Regions from separate parts of the Mus musculus genome. Here all the other regions are linked to region 3. The links are chromatin contacts, called in public promoter capture Hi-C maps. All regions are on one chromosome and are shown on one strand. The core of a region is the stretch at or near the end of the contact, and the rest is flanking DNA. Distances in the headings are between cores, read along the strand shown. Region 1 holds the start of Cpne1 (copine I). Region 2 holds the start of Xkr7 (X-linked Kx blood group related 7). Region 3 holds the start of Necab3 (N-terminal EF-hand calcium binding protein 3).

Region 1 (2,700 bases), core at 98-2,597, 1.6 Mb before region 3:
ACACACACACACAAAATCAAGGGGCAGAGTCTGGTAGAGCCTAGGTCTCCCTGTATAATCAAATACTGGGGATTATAGGAAATATTGAAAGATATTTTACTCTTTTTATATTTATTTTTATTAATGTCTCTGTGTGAGAGTTTGTACATATTAGTGTCGCTGCCTACAGAGGCCAGAGGAGGGAGTCAGATTTGAGGCTGGAGTTACAGGAGGTTGTGAGCCACTCCATGTAGCTCATAGAATTTAAGATGCCAGGAAGAGCAGTATGAGCTTTTAACCTTTGAGACATCTCTCCAGCCCCATGGCAGAAGAATATTTTCTCTTCCTTCCTTCCTTCCTTCCTTCCTTCCTTCCTTCCTTCCTTCCTTTCTTCCTTTCTCTCTCTCTCTCTCTCTCTCTCTCTCTCTCTCTCTCTCTCTCTCTCTCTCTCTCTCTCTCTCTCTCTCTCTCTTTCTTTCTTTCTTTCTTTCTTTCTTTCTTTCTTTCTTTCTTTCTTTCTGTGTGTGTTTAAGACAGGGTTTCTCTGTGTAGTGCTGGCTGGTCTCAAACTCAGAAATCTGCCTGCCTCTGCCTCCCAAGTGCGGGGATTAGAGGCTTGTGCCACCACTGCCAAGCAGGATTATTTTCTCTTTCTTTCTTTCTTTCTTTCTTTCTTTCTTTCTTTCTTTCTTTCTTTCTTTCTTTCTTTCTTTCTTTCTTTCTTTCTTTCTTTCTTTCTTTCTTTCTCTTCCTTCCTTCCTTCCTTTTTCTTTCTTTCTTTCTTTCTTTTCTTTCTCTCTCTTTCTTTCTCTTTCTTTCTTTCTTTCTTTCTTTCTTTCTTTCTTTCTTTCTTTCTTTCTTTCTTTCTTTCTTTCTTTCTTTCTTTCTTTCTTTCTTTCTTTCTTTCTTTCTTTCTTTCTTTCTTTCTTTCTTTCTTTCTTTCTTTCTTTTTTGGTTTTTCGAGACAGGGTTTCTCTGTATAGTCCTGGCTGTCCTGGAACTCACTCTGTAGCCCAGGCTGGCCTCGAACTCAGAATTCGCCTGCCTCTGCCTCCCATTTTTTTTTTTTTCAATAGTCAAAAAAAGGTTCAAGCTTTTGCTTCTTGGTGCGTTTAATCCTCAAGACAGTTCTGCAGTGAAGGCATTGTTTTTCTCCCTTCACGGGGGTCTCCAAGAGCCAAAGGAGCCTGTACTTTAAAAGCTCTGCAAGGAACCTTGGACAATAGCTTCAGGTCTGACTTTGCAAACAGCTACTAAAATACCGGGTTCACCACAAATACCTGCAACTTCCGAGCTTTTGCCCCCACCCCAAATCCTCAGCGCGCCTGCGTCTCCCATCAGGTGACGTCGGCAGCGGCGCCCCGCCTACTCCGGGAACGCGGAGCGCCGGAGCGGGCGGGCGGCCATTTTGTGAAGCGGCTGTGGAGGTGTTGGCTGCAGTGGGCTCCGGGAAAGCCGTTCGGGCTGGGGCTGTCGGCCGCAGGGCTGAGGCACTCGCGCGGGGGGTAACTCGGGTCTGGGTTCTGGTGCCGCGCAAGCTCTCCCCGGTAAGACTCCCGCAGCCCCGGAACGGGCGGGGCTGTGCGGGGCTCGAGCCGCCTCCTTGGTGCCTCGGGGCGGGGCCTTCCCAGGCCTCGGAGCCCGCGGCCGCGAGCGCCCAACACAAAGGGTCGCGGCGGGGCTGCGGGGGTCCTGGGGCGCCGCTCACGCTCCGGGGCCTCCGAGGATGCGAAAGGTGGAGTCTGCGTGCCGAAGTGGGAGCAGGGCCTTAGCGGGGATGCCCGGTGGTCCTGAGAGGGGAAGCGGCCAGCATCGGGTGGCCTCGCGGCCTGCGAACTACCGGGTCGGGGGGGGGGGGATTGCGATGAAAACGCCTGCACGCTTAGTGGGGAAGGCTTCGTTGGCTTTAAGCGGGAACGAGGTTTTAACTCTCACCTCTGCCCCGAAGTGAAGAGGTCCTAGTGGCCTATGACCTGCAAAAGTGGACTACACTAGGGACATTCCTATGGGGAGGAAAGGTGTCCTGGGAGGCTGGGAACCGGTCGCTTTTAGGGCCTGGAGGTGCAGGGATTGCAGTGTATAGCTTCCTAGGTCTAGCGCTGAGGAGGGGCTTCCTAAGTGTAGGTGATTGGAGCCGCCCTGTAGGTCGGAGAGGCTTGAAGAATTGTAGCTAGGATGGCTGGTCCTTGATTCCCAACTAGGGGAGGGGCTGCTATCTGCAGCACCTTTGGGAGTTGGAGGAAGGAGGGTGGGTGTCTTAGATAGCTTACTTACTGTCTGAAGGTTGGCGGCGCCACTTTGCAGCCGCGTAAAATAGAAGGAAAGGCATTTTAAAGATCTACAGGTTAGTATTGGGGTATGGACTAACGTAGCAGGTTGGAGTGCCCGTGTTAGTAAGCGAGTTAGTAACCTAAGTGTGTGTTTTATTGGAAGTTCTAAGGAGTCCCCTGTGGTTTATTCAAGTGCTAAAGATCCATTCATTCTGGTAGATAAAGTTGCGAATTACAGGCTGTGTTGCAGAAGTATTCTGGGTCCTAAAGCCTTCTTGGCTCCTAGATTCCGAGATGACTGAGTGTGTGCAGTTGGCAGAAACCATTTTATTGTGTACGTTAAGATTTAAGTTGATGCGAATCTTATTATATGACTTGGTGGGAAAAAACTAGGATGGATGGCAACTCAAGGGAGAGACTATTTCTTTCAGGGCTTTTTGGATAGTTTGAG
Region 2 (2,700 bases), core at 88-2,587, 1.5 Mb after region 3:
AGACTAAGGGTCAGCCAGTAGCCATCTAGTGTCAGAGTCAAGATTCCAAATCTCCTTGGTCCCTTTTGGGGGATGGGACGGCACTGTGGAGCTCCTTAGGAAGTAGGAGCTAACCAGTGCTGAATTGGGTTCACCCCAGGCCCTTTCTCTACAAAACCAGAAAGTTTGGGCGGGATAGTCATTTAGCTGCCTTTTCCAGGATGTTGGGGTGGGCTGCAATTCTAAACTGAGTGCCTGTGAGTGGTAGGGAGGACTTCTGAGTGGTTTCCTAAGTCGAGGCTTGGTACCTGGACATGGGGGAAGGGTCAGGACTGGAAGGATCGCTGTGGTCCTGTTCCAAGTGTCCCCTTGTTCTCTGCATACATCACTCAGAATCTCTGACCCCATCTTGCCCCATTAGCCAGATCAAAGCTATGGTTCCAACAGAGTTTTGCAGAGGTGAGGAGCTGACTGCAAAGAAATGAGAGCGGCAATGGAGTGGGTCGGGGTGAGGGTCAGGACAGGAGCAGGGCGGGCTAGAAAGGCCAGAGCAGATCTGGGGCGGCATCCCACTCCCAGACTCAAGCTTCCTTCACCTGCTCTTTTCCTACCTCCAGACCTGGCCGAGTTGCAGGAGGTGAACGAGGGTCTGCAGTAGCCAGACGCAGAGGCGGCAGCAGCGGCGGCGGTAGGTGCCGGCCGAGGATGGTGCGGGCCGGGGGACCAGCTCCGCGCTACCTTCTTTGGTCCGGAAGGCGACAGCACTGTCCTTGGTGCTGATGGCGGCTCCGACTATGTCGCTGTCCTTGGTGCTGACGGCGGGTCCCGGGGTCCCCGCGGGCTCCGAGTAGTCGTAGACGAACCAGCGGAAGCTGAGCAGCTGCACGACCAGTGAGGGCAGCAGCACGAAGAGCAGGGTGAGGCCGAAGTAGGTGCTCTGACCCTGCAGGTAGTAGGAGGCCGCCAGCCACAGGTCGGTGGCGCCGTCGGAGAAGAACACGAGCAGCGCGCACAGCACCCAGCAGCAGTCCCGCAGCTCGTAGCGTGGCCCCGGGCACCCCGCCTCCACCGGTCCCGGGCCCGCGATCCCCGCCGCAGCCTCCCCGCGCCCTCCCGCCCCGCCCCGATCTGCTCCCGCCGGCCCCTCGGGCCCCGGGCCGGCCACGGCCGCCGCTCCATCCGACTTCGCGGCCATGTTGGCGGAGCAGGAGGCGGGGAGCGACTTCCGGGCGGCGGAGCGGGTGGGGTGCGGAGTGGGGAGGACCCTGCGCGGGCGGCTCCCGCCTCCCGCTCTTCCTCCGCCGCTCCTCTTCCTCCTCCCCTCTACCTCAATTATTCATCCTTGCCGGCGCCGCCCCGCCCGGGCTCCGGCCTGGATGTGGGCCGCCCCCTGGGAAGGGAGGGGGCCGGGGTGGGGAGAGCATCCCAGGTCACCCTCGCATGGCTTCCTCGGAGGCGTGGGGCCCAACCACATGCTTTCTGCCTCTGGCCTCCCCCTTTGACTGCCCCCGCCCTATCCTCTCCTTTTCCATTGATCTCCTGTGGTACCTCCGGTGGTTTGGGTCTTGCAATGTCCCAGGAGGGTGGGAGGCCGAGGTCTGAGAATAAAAGGACAGGGGTGGGGGCAGCTGCTTGGGCACCTGCCATAACCCGTTAGCAGTCACTCCTTCCAACGCCACTTCCTAGTTCCCCCGTGTTCACTTATTGTTTCATCCCCTCCTTTGATCTTGAGAGATCTCTTTTCTCATTGTCTTTTTCAAGCTGAGAAACTGCGGTTCTCTGAGTTGCGGTCTCTCGGTCTCTCGATCACCTTTCTTTTAGGAACCGCGTTCATCTGGCCACTAGCCTGATTAGGCAAGGCAGAGGAAAGGGATGGGAGGGAACCCCTTGGGAAGGAAAGAGCAAGTGCAAACAGCTACTCCCATCACCACTGGAGGCCACATTTTCTAGGATGTCCGGAAGAGGGGGTGGGGGTGCAGAACGATAAAACTGGCGATTTCCGATGGATTGGACCCTGAAGGGCCAGAAGGTGACAACGGGGGCACCTGCTGCAGAATGTCAGCTGAGGAGTTAGGTGGCTAGGTCAGGATTTAGCAAGAAGACTTGGCAGCCAAAGTGGAGCAGGGATCACAAAGCAGCAGCCTGGAACTGGAGAGAACAGAGGAACATTATAAACACAGTCCATGAGAGGAGCTAGGGGTCTCTCATGTGCCTGAGTACTCCCACACAACTACACCTTGGCTTGGATGGGATATCCTAGGACACTGAACCATTTCTTTGTCATTATTCTAAGCAATGAGGAATCGCTAATCATTTTAGTCTCACAATTTATATGGTCTATATTGTTCTGCCCATTCTATAGATGAGAAAACATAGAGTCAAAAGATACATTTAGTGGCTTAAAATCACATAGTGTTAGAAACAAATTCAAACGTGGCTCTCGAATAGGCTTTGAAAACTCAAGGGAGTGAGGAAGAGTGAGGAGGGGAGGAAGTGAGGTGGAAGGACCACCCTGCCTCAGAGTGACAGGGAAGATAGAAGAGACAGCTGCCCTGGGCTGGGTGGAGCAGCCATCTGCTGTCCTGCAGCCTGGCTTCCCTTTCGTGTCCAGGGACCGTTTTGGTCTCAGTGATGCTTGGGAGGTTGGGGTACCAGCTGTTGCCTAAAGCTAAAAGCAGAGGGGAGGTGTTAAGGGCTAAGGGAGTTTTCCAAGGTGGATTG
Region 3 (2,943 bases), core at 19-2,518:
CCTGGCTGGGTTTGCAGGGCAGCAAGAGCACTGCTTAAAAGTTTTCCGATCGAAGCTTTAATGGAGCGTTTATTTATTTATCGAGGCCTCTGGCAAGCCTGGGGGGATAAGCAAAGGGTGGGGGGCATGGGTGATACCTTAAGTCCCTGTTCTCTGAAGCAAGGGCAGGATCCCTACCCAAGAGTTGCTGAGGCCCAAGCAGTTTATTTATTGGGAAAGGGAGAGGGAGACAGACTGACAGCCATGGATGGGCTGGAGAAACAGTCCCTTTGTACCAGTACTCCAGCCGCATGTATCCAGGGGATCTGAGATGGGGAGGGTACGTGAGGGCCTTGGCTGACTGCGGCCAGGAGGGGTGGGTATGCGTCCTTCCTATGGCTGGAGTGCTCCTCTGCTGTCCTCCCCACCCTCCAGTCTGCACTTTGATTTGTTTCCTAACAGTTCTGTTCCCTCCTGCTTTGATTTTAATAAATGTTTTGATGGTGTTAGGGCTGGGTTTGAAACTCTCCGCCAGCCAGAGTGAGGCTAGTGTTGGAGGGAATGTTCACTCCCTCTTCCTATCTGACTTAATTTCCTTTCAGTTTGTAACCCCTTGAGAAGAAAACTGACCCAATGGTGGGTAGGGAGTTATGCTTGGGACCTAAGTACAGAAGAGGGAGCGTCAGAGTCAGCTTGCTGTGCACCTTCTGAACATTAGTAAAGATGCAACACAGTGAACTGTGTTTGTGTCGAATGCTTTCCTGTGTGTATGTGCGTGGGCCTACGCTTGCAGCTGCTGTTCCCTCCCTATAGGCCTTGTAAGTAGAAGACCAGGGAGAGTTTCCTGAAAGGTGCTGGGGCAGAGATCTGGGAGAAGGAAGGGGTGATTGGCAATCCATGACTTGTGTTAAAGCATAGATGGAAGTCCTCTGAGCTGAGCATCTACAAAGCTTACTTCTTTACAACCTGGGGGCTAAGGGGGAAGGCTATTATCCTCATTTGACAGGGAAGTGCAGATGTCCAGATATAAAACGCTTGTGGGTCTGATCTATTAGGGCTCCTGCACTTAGAGCTTTGCCTGCCCACACCCGACTGGGTGGAGCGCCGGTTCCTGTGGGACTCCTGGCAAGATGTCATTGCCAGTGACTTCTGGGGTGACTCCTTTTGGAAGCCTCTTCCAGGCGGGGAAACCGAGGCCAGGTGGGGGCGGGGCCATGCTTGGGCCAATGGGCGCGCGCCCCGCCCCCAGCCAGCCTGGGCGGCCTGGTAACCGCAACCCGCAGCCTTGCAAGCCTCCGAGCCATGGCGTGCGCCGGGCTGCTTACTGTGTGCCTGCTCGGGCCACCTGCGCCCCAGCAGCCGCGACACTCTGCGCCTGCCGCGGGACACGCGCTTTTCCAGGACGTGAGTGGGGCACCGGCGGGCGGGCATCAGGCTCCCTAGGTCTCAGTCTTCCATGTCCCTGTCTCTCCCTCCACATCTGTTGGTCCTGCTTCGGTCCCTCTCCTAGACTATCTGTGACCCTGCTGTTGTGATCCTCCTGCCTTTTTGTCTTCCTGCCATTGCATTTCTTGTGCTGTCTGTGCCGCTCCGTGTCTCTCCTTGTCTCTCAGCAGTACTGCCCCTCACCCTAATTGTGTCCACTGGGGCTGGGGACTGCCAACACTCAGTCACAGCAGCCTGCTCCATGGCAGCCCCGGCTGGGCTGATAGGACAGGGGAGCCTACCTAGACCTTGAAGGAGCTCTGTCCTGCCCCGGAAGCCTCAGGCCTGATCAAGGGTGGCAGAGTCTTACAGTTGGTAAGGGACTCCTCTCATGGGCAGCAGGTGGCCTTGAGCCCCCTTTTGTAGATGTAGAGCATCCTACCCTGTCTCAGATCGCTGTGCAATCTTCCTGTGCTACCTTACCTAGCTAGAGGCAAAACTCCAAGTGCAGGAGCCCTAGCTCTGAGCGCCTCTCTTTCCCCCTTCTACTATGTGCTCAGCAAGTCCTGGCTCTCTTCTGCCCCTATTCTAGAAGTCCCTGCCAGTGTAAGAGGCTGTTGTGCCCCCTCCCCAATGCCCTAGTGACTCAGCACCTTGACCATGGTCCTTCAAGCCTGAGGAGGCATGTTTCAGGTCAGGAGGCACCCTGGGGTATGAATGGAGTATCTTCATTCAAGCTTAGCTCTCCTGCCCCACTCCCATCCAAATTACCCCAGCCCGGCTGCGTTGAGCTGCTGTGTGATCCCAATCCAGTAGCAGCCCTTTCTCTGAGTCAGCCTAAGGGTTATATTGGTTGATTAGCCTAGTGACCCTGAGGGAGTTGGGTGGAAGAGTTTAGCATTCAGGACCCTGGGCTCTATGAGTTCTGTCTAGGCTTTGAACTTGTCTGTTTCATCATTGCCTCTACAAATAAAATCTACGGGCCGTTGCCACCCTCCTTGTTCCTTACACAAATGTGTACACACAGATGCCCACAGTCTTCATGATGAATTGGCCTTATAAGAGGTCCCAGCCCTGAAAGGGTTAAACTCTAAGCTGCTCCCTCACATACTAGTGGGAAAACCAGAACACCCAAAATAAGCAGGCACAAGGGAAAGAGCCTGTTCAGTGAGGGTAGGTGGAGAATAGTGTGTGGACTTGGGAGAATACCCATAAAGTCAGGGTGGGGGAGGGGTGGGGAGGGAAACATTCAGATCTGATATGGCTTCCAAGGCTTCTCAGGAAGATTCTTAGCCCATCTGTCCAACCTTCCTCAAGCTGGGAACATGCCAAAGGCTGCTACATCAGAGCCAACTCGGGCTTGACTCCAGCTGTGGGAGGTGAAGGTACAGAGAGCTGGCCAGGAGCACCCACCCACCGTGAAGCCAGCCCTACAGCAGGAGGGAGTCAGCACTAGGGCTTGCTGTGAGAGCTTCCTGTGCTACCTTGCTGGAGACTCCTGCAGGACTTCCCTGAGCAGGGTGAAGGCGATGCAGGGGG

The links. Promoter capture Hi-C pulls out the DNA fragments that hold promoters and counts their contacts.
Region 1: a contact with region 3 is called in a promoter capture Hi-C map of liver, with 2.8 times the contacts expected there. The contact joins the promoter of Cpne1 here to the promoter of Necab3 in region 3. A contact is called at or near these places in 2 of 39 promoter capture datasets (liver and pre-B cells) and 1 of 115 datasets of contacts at active chromatin or transcription factors (astrocytes).
Region 2: a promoter capture Hi-C map of liver shows a contact between it and region 3, with 4 times the contacts expected there. The contact joins the promoter of Xkr7 here to the promoter of Necab3 in region 3.

Annotation. Positions count from the first base shown.
Region 1 is chr2:156,110,612-156,113,311 of GRCm38.p6, reverse strand. Cpne1 (copine I) reads left to right here and starts at 1,347. Exons shown (of 16, transcript NM_170590.3): 1 at 1,347-1,526. It overlaps Rbm12 (RNA binding motif protein 12), which reads left to right and starts at 1,347. Exons shown (of 3, transcript NM_029397.3): 1 at 1,347-1,526.
Region 2 is chr2:153,030,489-153,033,188 of GRCm38.p6, reverse strand. It overlaps Xkr7 (X-linked Kx blood group related 7), which reads right to left and starts at 1,337. Exons shown (of 3, transcript NM_001011732.1): 1 at 591-1,337. The coding sequence starts at 1,174.
Region 3 is chr2:154,557,178-154,560,120 of GRCm38.p6, reverse strand. It overlaps Necab3 (N-terminal EF-hand calcium binding protein 3), which reads left to right and starts at 1,268. Exons shown (of 13, transcript NM_021546.3): 1 at 1,268-1,383. The coding sequence starts at 1,282. It overlaps E2f1 (E2F transcription factor 1), which reads left to right. Exons shown (of 7, transcript NM_007891.5): 7 at 1-721.